Regions from separate parts of the Rattus norvegicus genome. Here region 2 is linked to region 1. Evidence: chromatin contacts called from public Hi-C data. All regions are on one chromosome and are shown on one strand. Each heading gives the region's core, a stretch centred on a gene start, on an enhancer-like site or on the middle of the called end of the contact. The rest is flanking DNA. Distances are from core to core; before and after follow the strand shown.

Evidence for each region. A called contact is a pair of places that touch in the nucleus more often than the background predicts.
Region 2: a Hi-C map of the Rat2 cell line shows a contact between it and region 1, with 12 times the contacts expected there. The contact joins two enhancer-like sites. A contact is called at or near these places in 3 of 12 Hi-C or Micro-C datasets (the A7r5 cell line, the Rat2 cell line and frontal cortex).

Annotation. Positions count from the first base shown.
Region 1 is chr9:54,322,947-54,326,266 of GRCr8, forward strand. All of the region lies in intron 4 of Gulp1 (GULP PTB domain containing engulfment adaptor 1), which reads left to right. Among named protein-coding and RNA genes, the nearest start is that of Gulp1, 210 kb to the left of the region's middle. Within about 2 kb of position 1,800, at least 5 of the 93 cell types and tissues checked have an H3K27ac peak or open chromatin away from gene starts, as enhancers often do.
Region 2 is chr9:54,984,990-54,988,309 of GRCr8, forward strand. Col5a2 (collagen type V alpha 2 chain) reads right to left here. Exons shown (of 54, transcript NM_001399195.1): 9 at 1,258-1,302. Among named protein-coding and RNA genes, the nearest start is that of Col5a2, 100 kb to the right of the region's middle. Within about 2 kb of position 1,737, at least 6 of the 93 cell types and tissues checked have an H3K27ac peak or open chromatin away from gene starts, as enhancers often do.

The sequences.
Region 1 (3,320 bases), core at 550-3,049:
CTAAGTATTCATGAGTAATATATTTTTGGAGTAAAATCTAAGAAACCCCAAAAACTCATGCCCGGCAAGTTTCCTGAGAAACTCTTAAGACATGCCTCAAGAATGCTTATGTAATAGCTCACCTCTTAAAAGCCAGCCTCACTGAGATATTACAGTTAGAATAATCCCTTCCTTCAAGAGGATGACCATCCTTGTGATGTGAGAGGTCTACAGACCTCTATTTTATTTACAAAGTTAGCTTTTCTTCTCTGTGGCTGCTCTCAGAATTTAGTGATAACCTTGAGATGATATACTCATTCCACAGGAATATTAGGTGCTGTGGTTTGTTCCAGGAAGAATCATGAACTATAATAATTGCTGCAGTATTTTGGGAAAGTTACATAAAATATATCAAAAGTTTCAAATGAGGGAAAAGATCAGGATGAGATTTGCATTATGGATGAAAAAGTGAAGTGGGAAGTGATTTCATCCATTCATTCTGTCGAATATTTGACACAGAAGTTCCCTAAGTATACATTCTGTGGGGTCCCAAGATAACATCCTCTTTCATTTGGGAAGAATGCGCTTAGCAGCCATTTCTTTACAATGTTCTTTGGGTGGTAATTGAGGCTGGGCTTTATCCGAGCAGCATTTCTATCTAAGTGTAGAGGGTTTTATTGAAAGACTATTCAGCTTGTGGCAACACTTAAACTATGATTCTATATAATTGTTTTTAAAGTGATACAAATCCTGATTTAAGCCCAACTTTACTGCAATCAGAAGGTATCTTAAAAGAACAATTATTTTGGCGATATTTCTTTATATCTTGGGAATTCTTCATTCAACATCTCATACCTGAAACCAATTTAAATGGCTTCTAAAACTATGACTTATATATACTATATGACATTTCTGTATAATTTCACACTAAGAAATGAATATTATTGGGGAATATAATGGAAACCAATAAGATAGTTTAAGTGTACACTTAGTGGGCAGTAGGTTTTATTAAATGTATCTTTTACAATTAATATGCATTTAATAAATAAACTATTTTGACTGAAAAATTTGTTTCTTAGGGAAAAATGTGTTTCTTAGGTTCTTAGTCGAAGAGAATCTTTTACTAGTAAACATGAAGAAAACAATGGTTTTATGTAAATTTGTTGTCATATTTCTTTTATGTTGTGTTTGAGGTCAGAAGCTATCATACAAACTATAGCAATATTAGTACTTATTTTAATTTTGCTGTCATATAAATAAGACCAGATGGTGGTGCTGTGGCTCCACTAGAAATGGAAAGTACCAACTGTTCAGGACCTCATTTTGATTTTCTCCGTATTTTTTTCAAACACAATCCTGACTCTTTAATACATATATTGCAGTGCTATACTCAGATTTTTTCTTGTGTAATCAAAATGTTATTTATATTTACTCCCCTTTCAAAGTTTGCATTTTAAATGTGTTTGATTTTTGAGTTTTGATAATTAGAAATTTAAACATCATTCAGGGTGATGAAAAGCTTAATGAATTTTCAATAATGGTATTTTCTACCCCCTGTACCTCATGGCATCTGCTTGAGTTTTAACAAAATGTTTCTAAAAATTTAAATATTGACTACTGTGTAACTGTAAAGAATTCAAAGTTTGAAAATTTTAATGTAATAATTTGTGCAAGAATATAAATATTTCCATATTCTGTTTGCTAAAATGTTCATTTTTCTGTTTCTTATGCTTAAGCTGATATTTAAGAAAATAGTAAGTATCTAAAAGTGTGATCCTCTAAAACTTAGCACAGTTATCATGATGAATTTTGTTTTCAGACAGTGTCTGTTTCAGTACATTCAGTACAAATACCAGGACTCAATGTGTGTTCACAATTTGTTATGCCTCAGTAAGAACACACACCGGAACATTGCTATTATTTCACCAGCATCCCTGAAACATAAGCAGGATATATATTTCTGTCCCCAGTTCGAAAGACTTTAGTTAATGAAACTCACTTGACACACACAAAGCTGCTTTAATGTGGTAGATAGCCTTTAAAAGTCACTGTCAAGACAAATTCATCAGCCCAGGTCTTCATCACTGTATTTCATTCTGTGCAGTGTATTTCTGTTTTCTTTTACTTTTTCTTCAACTGATCAATAATTTAGAACTTATTTAGGAATTATTTAGCAAATAAGTAGGAAAAATACAAAGTAGTGCCAAATAATTTTCAGATTATATGATAGGATACATTATATGATAGGATACATAAAAATCCCACCAGGGAACTCTTACAGCCGATAAACACCAGCAAAGTATCCAGCAAAGTAACTGAATACAAGAATTTTTTTTAAAAAAATAGTTCTTTTATATACAAAAGTCAAACCGAATGAGGAACAAATCAGGGAAATAATACCTTTCACAATAATCTCAGATAATATAAAATATCTTGGGGGGTACTTCTCCATATGCAGATGAAAGGCCTGTATTATAAAAACTTAAAGTCTTTGAAAGGATTGGAAGAAAGTATCAGAAAATAGAAAAATCTCTTATGCTCATGGATCAGAGGGATTAAAATAGTTTAATTGGCCATCTTACCAAAGCAGTCTATAAATTCAATGCAATCCCTATCAAAATTCCAACACAATTCTTTAGAGACCTGTTCATATGGAAAATTAAAAATAAATGAACAAACCACAATTGGAATTTCTAAAACAATTCTGAACAATAAAAGAATTACACAAAATAGAGTATTATTCAGCTGTTAAAATAAATGACATGCAATTTTCAGGCAAATGAATAGAACTAGAAAAAAATCATCCTAAGTAAGGTATCCTAGACCCAAAAAGGTGGAATAAATGATAAAATGCATTAAATTAAATAAATGTTAACCAACCCAAAGAGGAAGGCTCTAGAGGTGAAACTGGGTTCTCCCTTGGGATGGGGAAATAGAATAGACTAGTGGCAGGTAGGGACAGAAACAGGGAATCAAGTGGCTGGGAAGGGCCATGGGGTGGAGGGAGAGATTATGGGTAGAGAAGCTAGAATTGGGGGATATTTGGGAAGTTGTGTGGAAACTTACTGCAGTGGAAAGAAATTTCCTGGAACCCATAAATGTGATCTTAATGAAGATTCCTAGTAATAGAGGATATGGAGTCTCTGCTGACTATCTCTTGTAGCCAGGCTAGGCTTCCAGTGGCCAAATTGGGTTGCATTTAATTGAATTGTTGGCCAAGGGGTTCCCATGGAAATCCCCAAACAGTCTGGTTGTGTTGCTGTTGCTAAGACAAAGGCTTGCTCTCTACAAATGGACAGCAGCATCCCATTGTTGGGTACAATACCCACGTTTCTCATTGA
Region 2 (3,320 bases), core at 487-2,986, 660 kb after region 1:
GAATCAGAGGAAAGCAGTATACCAACTTCTGTACTGTTGACAAGGTACAATGTTGATATCGGTCTCTGCCTCTTCCCAGATATGTAATTCCAATAAATTATTGTCACTGAATATAATGTGATTTCTTCATGTGAAGAACTGGACTAAGATTAAGACTTAGTTCATTGGTCCATTTAGATAAATTGTGTTAAAATAGACTAATGCTAGCACAGATTGTGTGCTCACACAACAGTACTTACCATCATCACCACCACCTTCCTCACCATTAGCAACTACCTTTTTGTTCAGCAATGTGATAAAGTACAATTCATACAAATGATCATGACAACGTGATTACCTTGGTTAAGGTAAAGATTTTTCTTTTGAAATATTATTAGGTAATAGCCATTAAATTATTATAAAGAGTCAAATATTTCTGCATCATAGTTTTACCTGCACTTGTTAGATGTGAGAAGGAACTATGTAGTTTTAGAACATTCTTCAAGTAAGATTCCCCAGAATAACCACCTTGGCTTTAATTCACACAAAAAAAATATTAATTGCAAGTGGCCTTTTATTATCTAATTGTAAAGCCAGAGACTTGGAAAAATCAATTATGGGAATGTTATAAGACAAGAAGTATGTTCTGTTTTTTCGAAGCAAGGACACATAACATAACTCCAAGTGTTAGAGGGCAGTCACGTAAAGAAATCAGATGACAAATATGTGGGGCAAGTAAGAAACTATGAGGACTAGGGAATATCTCAGTGGATTAAGCATTTCCTATGCAATCATGAGAATGATCACACTGTGGGCCACTCCACCACTCATGTGAAAGCTGGGCAGATATGGTGGCCACCCTAATCCCAGTGCTTGGTAAACAGAAATGGGAACAGGGCATCTTTGGAGCAAATTAGTCACCTGACTCGCTAAACTAATGAGTGGTCACGTTCAGCAAGGGACCATGTTTCAAGAAATCAAGCAAAGAACAATGAAGATACATGACTTCAGCCTCTAGTCTACACACACACACATACACACACACACACACACACACACATATGCACACACACACACACATGCACATGCACACACGCACATTATTTAAAAAAAATAAACTATCAACAAAGAAGGCTACATGTGCTTCTAAATCAGTAGGAAAAATTGGTAGATGTCATTCCAAGTGAGAATTCTACAGTTTAATGTTCAGTCCAAAGTAGTAATGAGTCCTGAGCCTTCTTTATTACAGCATATAAATTAATTATAAAAGACACTTACTTGCTGTCCTTGTAAACCCTGAGGTCCCCTTGGGCCAATAGGACCCTTAAAAACAAGTGGAAAAAAAGTTACATTATATTTGTGTCACATTGTATTTATATTATTTTTAGATTATTTTATTTTAGGTAGATGAGTGTTTTGCTCATAGGTTTGCCTGTGTACCACATGTTATGCCTGGTGTTCTTGGATGCCATACAAGAATATTGTATCCTCTAGTACTGGACTTATAGATAGTTGAAAGCCACCATGAGGGTACTGAGAATCAAACCTGGGTTCTCTGAGACAACTGGTGCTCTTACCAGCTGAGCCATCTCTTCAACTCCTCAACTTACATTTTTAAAATGCTGAATGTATTTTAGAACCTGGAAAGTGAAGACTGACTAGAGGGCCATAACGGCATGCCCCAGTCTTGCTCTTCTGGGAGGAATATGGAATCAGAGATTAAATTTGAGTAACAGTCGTGATGATTTCATTGTGAATCATCTGTGCCATAAGGACAGATGACCGTGCCTGTACACACCCATTGTCTTTAGGGCAAGGGCCTGCACATGTGCTAATGGATTGTTCTAATAAAGTAAACCAACTTAAAAAGGGAAGATCTTGGCAAGCACATAGTCCTGGTAGACGGCCAGTTTGATGCTTCAGTTCCACAGCAGCCTAACTTAAATAACAAGCTAAGTTAATAGTTTATGAAACCGACAGTCTTTGTTAGATTATTTCCAATGTCAGTTTAAAATTATCCAGCCACTGAGTTCTCTGGAACATTTCTTTCTTTCACAACATATATTAAAAGTATAAACAGTCTTTCTTATCTACACGTTAAATTATTCGCTGAAGCACAAGAAACAGGGATGAGAGAAATGCAGGCTTCATGAAATTTTATTTCTGTATGAGGACAACAAAACTTAATGTCAAACCTTATAAAATAAAATCAGTTTAACTAAAATTAAGTTCAATCAATAAGTTATTTTTAGCTTATTGTGCATGCTAGCTACTAAGGAGTAAAAAGATCTTTAAAGTGTGGAGGTAGAAGAATGGGTGCTTGGGCAGAGAAAGAAGATTAATAGAAAAGGAAAATTCGGGATTGGGGATTTAGCTCAGTGGTAAAGCGCTTGCCTAGCAAGCACAAGGCCCTGGGTTCAGTCCCCAGCTCCTAAAAAAAGAAAAAAAAAGAAAAAAAGAAAGAAAAAAAAAGGAAAATTCAAGAATGAACATTATCAAATTCTGTATATATATATAAAGATGATATAATGAAAACCCATTGTTATGTACAATTAATATATGCAAATAAAACATTAATTTTAAGTTAAAAAACTTTAAAAATAAAATTTTAATAAGTATAAATATTTGTAGTTTAAACTTTACATATATAAGTCTGAATTCTTAGAAAATTATCACAAACCAAACCAACCAGTCAATAGTGCCATGGGTAACTTAGAAAACACACAAATCATGTTTTAGGTATCCTAAAGCTGGCCTTAAGGATGAAAAGTGAGGTGAGGATCTATGAGATGTGACTTCACTTCTTACTGTATGAGATTTCATTAACATGGAACAATTTTGAATTATTGTAATCAAAAAGCATGGGAGACTTGATTTGAAGAGTGTTAATTTTTTTTCTCAGAGTCTGGAATTCTTCAAATAGCCAACTTAAAAATTAACCAGGGGAGATGGAAAATTTAAGAGACCAGAGACAAAAGAAGACTAGCCATGGAAGCAGAGTTGTTGGAATAAAGAGGCCAAAGCATGTGAGGTGAGTAGGAAGTCATAAAAATGGAAATCTGGTTGACAGTTCTGCCAAGTCAGTATTTCTAATCAACATAATAAAATATAATAAATATACTTTTAGATCATGGTGGTAGTTATGTCTTCTTCATCCTCAAGTACTAAATGAAATATGTAGATAGAGTTTACTGATTTTCACAAATGCTTAGCATGGGTATAAATGGAACATCACTGGGCTTCTAAATTGCACACAGTAGGACTTGTTAAATAAATTAAAGGTATTAATAAGTGTGTTTTAAATATTTTAATTTTCTTTGTATGTGTAAAGTCTGTGTGTG